Linked DNA regions of Rattus norvegicus: region 2 is linked to region 1. Evidence: chromatin contacts called from public Hi-C data. All regions are on one chromosome and are shown on one strand. The core of a region is the stretch at or near the end of the contact, and the rest is flanking DNA. Distances in the headings are between cores, read along the strand shown. Region 1 has its middle 41 kb from the start of Ppargc1a. Region 2 has its middle 480 kb from the start of Ppargc1a.

Evidence for each region. Hi-C and Micro-C count contacts between places; a contact is called where the count stands out from the background.
Region 2: a contact with region 1 is called in a Hi-C map of psoas muscle, with 5 times the contacts expected there. The contact joins two enhancer-like sites. A contact is called at or near these places in 2 of 12 Hi-C or Micro-C datasets (liver and psoas muscle).

What each region holds. Positions count from the first base shown.
Region 1 is chr14:63,592,199-63,594,945 of GRCr8, forward strand. It overlaps a transcript of Ppargc1a not described here. Among named protein-coding and RNA genes, the nearest start is that of Ppargc1a, 41 kb to the right of the region's middle. Within about 2 kb of position 1,358, at least 4 of the 93 cell types and tissues checked have an H3K27ac peak or open chromatin away from gene starts, as enhancers often do.
Region 2 is chr14:64,113,803-64,116,549 of GRCr8, forward strand. No RefSeq gene overlaps it. Among named protein-coding and RNA genes, the nearest start is that of Ppargc1a, 480 kb to the left of the region's middle. Within about 2 kb of position 1,414, at least 7 of the 93 cell types and tissues checked have an H3K27ac peak or open chromatin away from gene starts, as enhancers often do.

The DNA of each region.
Region 1 (2,747 bases), core at 108-2,607:
ATATCCTTCACTGATGAGGAAGACACAATGTATAAGGATGCCTAGGGATTGGGCAGCAAATGGCTTAGAACCTAGCACATAGAAAATGCTCAGTGCATAGATGCTGCTGCTGCTGTATCATAGAAGCATTTTGGTGGATCAGGCATATTTAAAGGCTTTATGATGGTATCACCTTATTTAAAATTAAATAAAACTCGTCAAATTTCTTCCTGGACACGGGCATGAGTTAATCCGCAGTGGAGTCAATACTTCATATTCTCTAAACTAAACAGATGTGCTAAGAAACCTTACATGTTAAAAAGGGAACATATGGCTATTTGTTTTATTGTCTTTCTCCAAAAATAGAATCAAAGGACTGCTTATAAATAGGGTTGATATGGAGATGCATATCTGCTTTGAATTTATCTTTTGAAACTCTGTTTCTCTTTTACCCTAGGACATCGGTTAAAGGAGCAAAATAGTTATGAACATGCACTTTGAACCCAGGCAGCTGTGAATTTGAATTCTTTTCAACTTTGTTTTTGAGATAGGGTTTCTATGTAACTCTGGTTGTTGGGGAACTCATTTGCATAAACTAGACTGGCCTCCAACCCCTAGATCCTCCTATCTCTGCCTCCTAAGTGCTGGGGTTAAAGGTGTGAGCCCCTAGGCATGGTTGAGTTTGAATTCTTAGTCTGTGGTTTAACAGAAGTGCTATATACAAATAGCACAAATCCTTGTTGTTCAAAGCTTCTATTGTGTGTAAATCAGAGACACTGATGCCACCCATGATTAAACCCTTTTCATTGAAAGAGATATTGCATGTAAAGGATCTTGACCCCCAGAATAAGGCAAATGTCTTCTACAGAAAGCCACATTGCCCATCTCAGGAGAGACAATATTTACACGGTAACCCATCAGAGCATCTGCTGAAGCAGTGTGGAAAATGGTTCAGATCTAGACACTGAGAGATACTAATGTGACATTGTGATGATCAGTCTAGGAAAGGGACCTATGAGCTGAAGTACATGACAACTTGCTCCTTCTCTGCTAAGATTATTAGCAGAAACAAAACAGTGCAAATTACTATGTTGCCTCTGCTCTTGTACCTTGTGCCTCTTCAATTTCATTAACTTGTGTCAGAAAGCTTTTCCTGAATGCATATTGCAACAATCAAGCCTGTGACTTATGAAACTCAGTAGGGGAAAGAGTAGACATAATCTTTTTGTCCTGGTTGCCAGGGCTCAATCTGGCCAACCCCACCTGCCATGCACGCGGGTATTGTAGGCAGGTTTTTCGGGAGGTGGCACCAGGACACCAGGAGTATTTTGCAAGCAGGATCCTTGGCTTAGCCCTGTGGAGCAGAGAATGTGATCCCCAGCCGGGAGCCAAACCACAAGCATGTGAGCAGAACCTCGAGCTTGGTCTCTACCCAAGTACATGTAGGGGAGTGGAAAACACAGGGCACCTTTGTGAAATACTGCCGCTCACATGCAGGGACCATTCTGCCAGGTCTCGTGAAATCGTCCACTTCAGTCCAAAGGAGGAAATGCAGTGGTAGCTGTTTCTTGCTGACCTGGAATCATCTCCATTAGAAAGAGCCCGCTCATTCACTTCCTAGAGTTCGAGTCTTAGGCAACCCACTTTGTCTAAGTGTTTTTGTTTCTTCAGTTGAAATACCTAATAACTATTCTGCCTGGATCATGGTATCTAGCCAGTGTACACTGTCCTGTCAGTGTATGTAATAAATCTAAATAACCAATATGATCAACTTCTCCAGTGAGGCAACACATCCACTTCTGTCTCTTAGCATTCTGATTGGTCAGCAGAGTCTTGGACCACTGCTAGCAGGAAGTCAAAGTCTCCTTCAGGAAGTCTCTGGTCATTAGATTAGGGCCAACGTTATTTCAGTTTAGGGGTGGTAAATTTTCACAAGACAGCTCCATGGAGTGTTCATTTATAATTGTATGTATATGTATGTGCATGTGTGTGCACGTGGAGGTCAGATCTATCTTAGATGACTTCACCTATTGCTCTCCATTTATGTTTCTGGGTAGACTCGATCACTAGGTCTATTCAGCTATTCTCTCTGACCAGCAAGCCCCCAGGATTTTCCTCTTCCTGCCTTTCAGCAGTAGGCTCGTAGGTGAGCTGCCATGTCTGACATTTTGAGCAGACACTGAGGTGCCGGACCCAGGTCCTCATGCTTCACTGACTGAGCCATATCCAAGCCACTTCTTTGTAGGGTTCTTTTTGAACACAAAGCTGAGATGGGAAAAGTATGTGACCAGTTGCCAATCAATGGTCAGGGAAGTCTCGGCTACTACCATACAGGGTCACCACTGATCATAGACTGCCTCCTGGCTTGGTAAGGCCTGTGTTGCTACAGCAGCCACACAGATCGAAGGATGTCACTATGCTTTCTCTGATGTCCGTTAGTATTCTCACATCATTATGCCAAGCCAAGGTACTATCCAGCCTTCTTGTCACTCATCAATGTTCCTACCTTTCTTCCAAACCCTCCTTGGCAAATTTCTTAGGAAAGACTGCTCCATTCTACTCCAGGCTTCTAATACCTCTGGTCACAAATAGCATCTTTCAACTTTTCTTTTCACGAGTCTTCTTACACATTTTTCAATCTGTTCATCTCCCTGGTAGATAGTACTCCATAGCAGAAGGCATTGAGAGACTCTCTACATAAAGCACATTACCTCTTTCTGGAATGGAACTGGTGCTGTGGGCTTCAAAGTCACCTAGTTAAAGACTTG
Region 2 (2,747 bases), core at 164-2,663, 520 kb after region 1:
TGACTTGTGTGTGCACAGTGTGTGCTCATGTGCATGTGAAGAACTGGACAGAAATTTGGGTGTCACTCCTCAGATACTGACTACCTTGTCTTTTATTTACTTATTTTTTTACTTATTTGTTTGTTTGGTTGTTTTGTTTGCTGACTTAGAGTTTGCAAGGAGGCTAGGTTAACCAATGATCAGCAGCGATCGATGCAGTCTCTGCTTTCTCCACACCCCTACCCCTGCCCCAGCACTAGTATTAAAAGCATACACCACCATCCTGCCGCTTTTTAAAGTGTGGGTTCTGGGGATCTAACTTGGGTCCTTCTTGCAGGAAAAGCTCAGTAACTGAAATTCTAAAATGAGACAGCATTGAGTGTTACCCTACAAGGAGTAAGACATTTGAAATCCCCCCTCATAGTAATTATGATATTGGAGAGAACAGACAGCTCCATTTTATGGGTAAGAATAGTGAGGCCCAGAGAGAAGAAAATCTACCTATAATAGCATAACACCAGTACCCTACTCACCTTTTCCATCTGCCTCACCACAATCCACCATGATTTCAGGGTGTGTGTGTGTGTGTGTGTGTGTGTGTGTGTGTGTGTGTGTGTGTGTGTGTTTATGTGTGTGTGTGTGCAGAGTCTCATGTTTCATATACAAAAAGAATCTTATACCTTTGCACATTTTATCAAACATGTGAATGAATGAGTGAATGAATGAATGAATGAATGAATAAATTTTGAGATCCTCTCTCAAGACTTCAATGTCACTTTTGTTGTTTCTAGGGGACAGAGCAGCCGAAGTCCGCTTCCTGGCATAACTCACATGCTCAGTAACTCAAAGGTATTTTGAATTTTCTCTTCGGTTTTATATCTTGACCATGACTTAGAGATACTTTTGTTTTTTTATCCCAAGTGGGGGCATTGAATCACCTTAGTATTTTACCAGGAAGGTCGACGCTATTTGCATATGACCATTCCTCTGGCTGCCCACCTTATGACCTTACCCTTCTTGTGTAGTTAAGAGAAGTGGATCTACATCTTTCTCCAAACAGACCTCTGTCTGACTACTTTCTCCAGTTCCATGACTAATGTTGAAGGATCATGGGCCTGACTCAACAAAGGACCTACCCACACCTGCCCCTCTGACTCACTCTTTGTTATCTCCATACATTTTTAGCCCTGTGTATTGTTTCATCATTTCAGTCCCTGATTTCTGGTTCCTTTTCCCTCCGGTTCTCCTTTTACAGCTTTCTTGACAATGACTGTTATTTTCAGAGCCTCCTAAAAGCTTTGTAAGCACCCATCTGCCTTTGCCACACTGAGTGCAGTCATCACCTGCCCTTTGAAGCTCACATGGTATGCACTGGTCTGGGTCTGAGTCAGCTCAGCTCAGAGAACAGGCAGTGGACAAGGTGCCAGGAGAACTGAGGTCTGGCCTGGCCCTCCTCCTGTCTTCTCATGTGACCTTGCAGGCTACTCTTAGGTTTGGCCCAGAAATAGTAGACTGATACTGCTTTGAGATAGAAGGAAACTTTAAGGCATGGATCCAAGGCTGCCTCAGAAAAACATGTTTTGCATTTTGAAACAATGCAAATTTTCAGGCTCCTTCTCAGCTCTTATGAGTTCTGGGAATGGCCAATCAATAGGATGCCTCTGCATTCTCATCAAATGCACAATGGCACAGAGAAGCCAGGATTTCTAGAACTATTCCATTTCTTTGGTCTCCTAGAGAAGCATAATCCTTAACATTTTGGGAAAGAAGAACAAGCTTGGGAACCCCTTTTAACTAAATCTCACACAGTTATCTAGCTATCTGAAACTCGGATGTGTCACCATGCTCTGCTCTAATAGGCACCACTGGGGCTCAACTGGCCAAACCACCCAATACGCTGTTTCTTCATTGCACTTGAGCTGGTGTTGGCATCTGGCCTGCTGGGGACAGCAAGCCTCCCCAGGGGCAGAGCTGGTCTTTGAAATGCCAAGGCAGTGTCCTTGTACATATTGGGGCACAAGTAAAGCAGAGATCTGGATGGCGCCTCCCCTGAAATGCCACTGTGAAGCCTGCAAAAGATCCAAGAGTGGATCAGATTTCCAAGACCAAGCTGGCAGCCATCTGTAGGAAAATCAGATTCCTATGAGTCCTTAGAGGTCACAAGAGGGCACATGACTGCCCCTGGTCAGAGGCTGCAGGGTAGCTCAGGACAGAGAAAAGGGTGAATAAGAATCAACGATCAAAAAGGTGACAAGAAGAAATCTACTTCAGTTATAATTTTTTTTTCAACTTGTCCATCCTGGGTGGTGTGTGGCTTGGGAAGAAATTCACAGAAATTTTCTATCAGTTCAGCTGTCATAATCATGCACCAGACAGTACACACGCCTCTCATGTAAATGACTCAGCGGTCAGCTCACCAGCTCCTTGGAAACCAGCAATAAAGACAGGAATGTGTGGCAAGCACACACTCACACACATGCTCATGAACTTGCAGCACGCTTGCTTAGCAGAAGCTTAAACTCTTGCCGATCATTAACCTTTTGTTAAACTTAGGGCCCTCACAAGTGAGAACTGTGCCTCGTCCATGCTTAGACTTTTCAAGAGTCTGGAGCAAAATTGGTAGGACAAATTGACAAAGATAACAAAACCTACAGGGTCTACTCCTTAGTGTTGAAAGGTCACTGTGGGAAACTCCTCCACAACTGCATACGCAATAGACTGTAGCATAGTAGAAGCATACGTTGTAGTTTTACATGGAAGACTCTTGG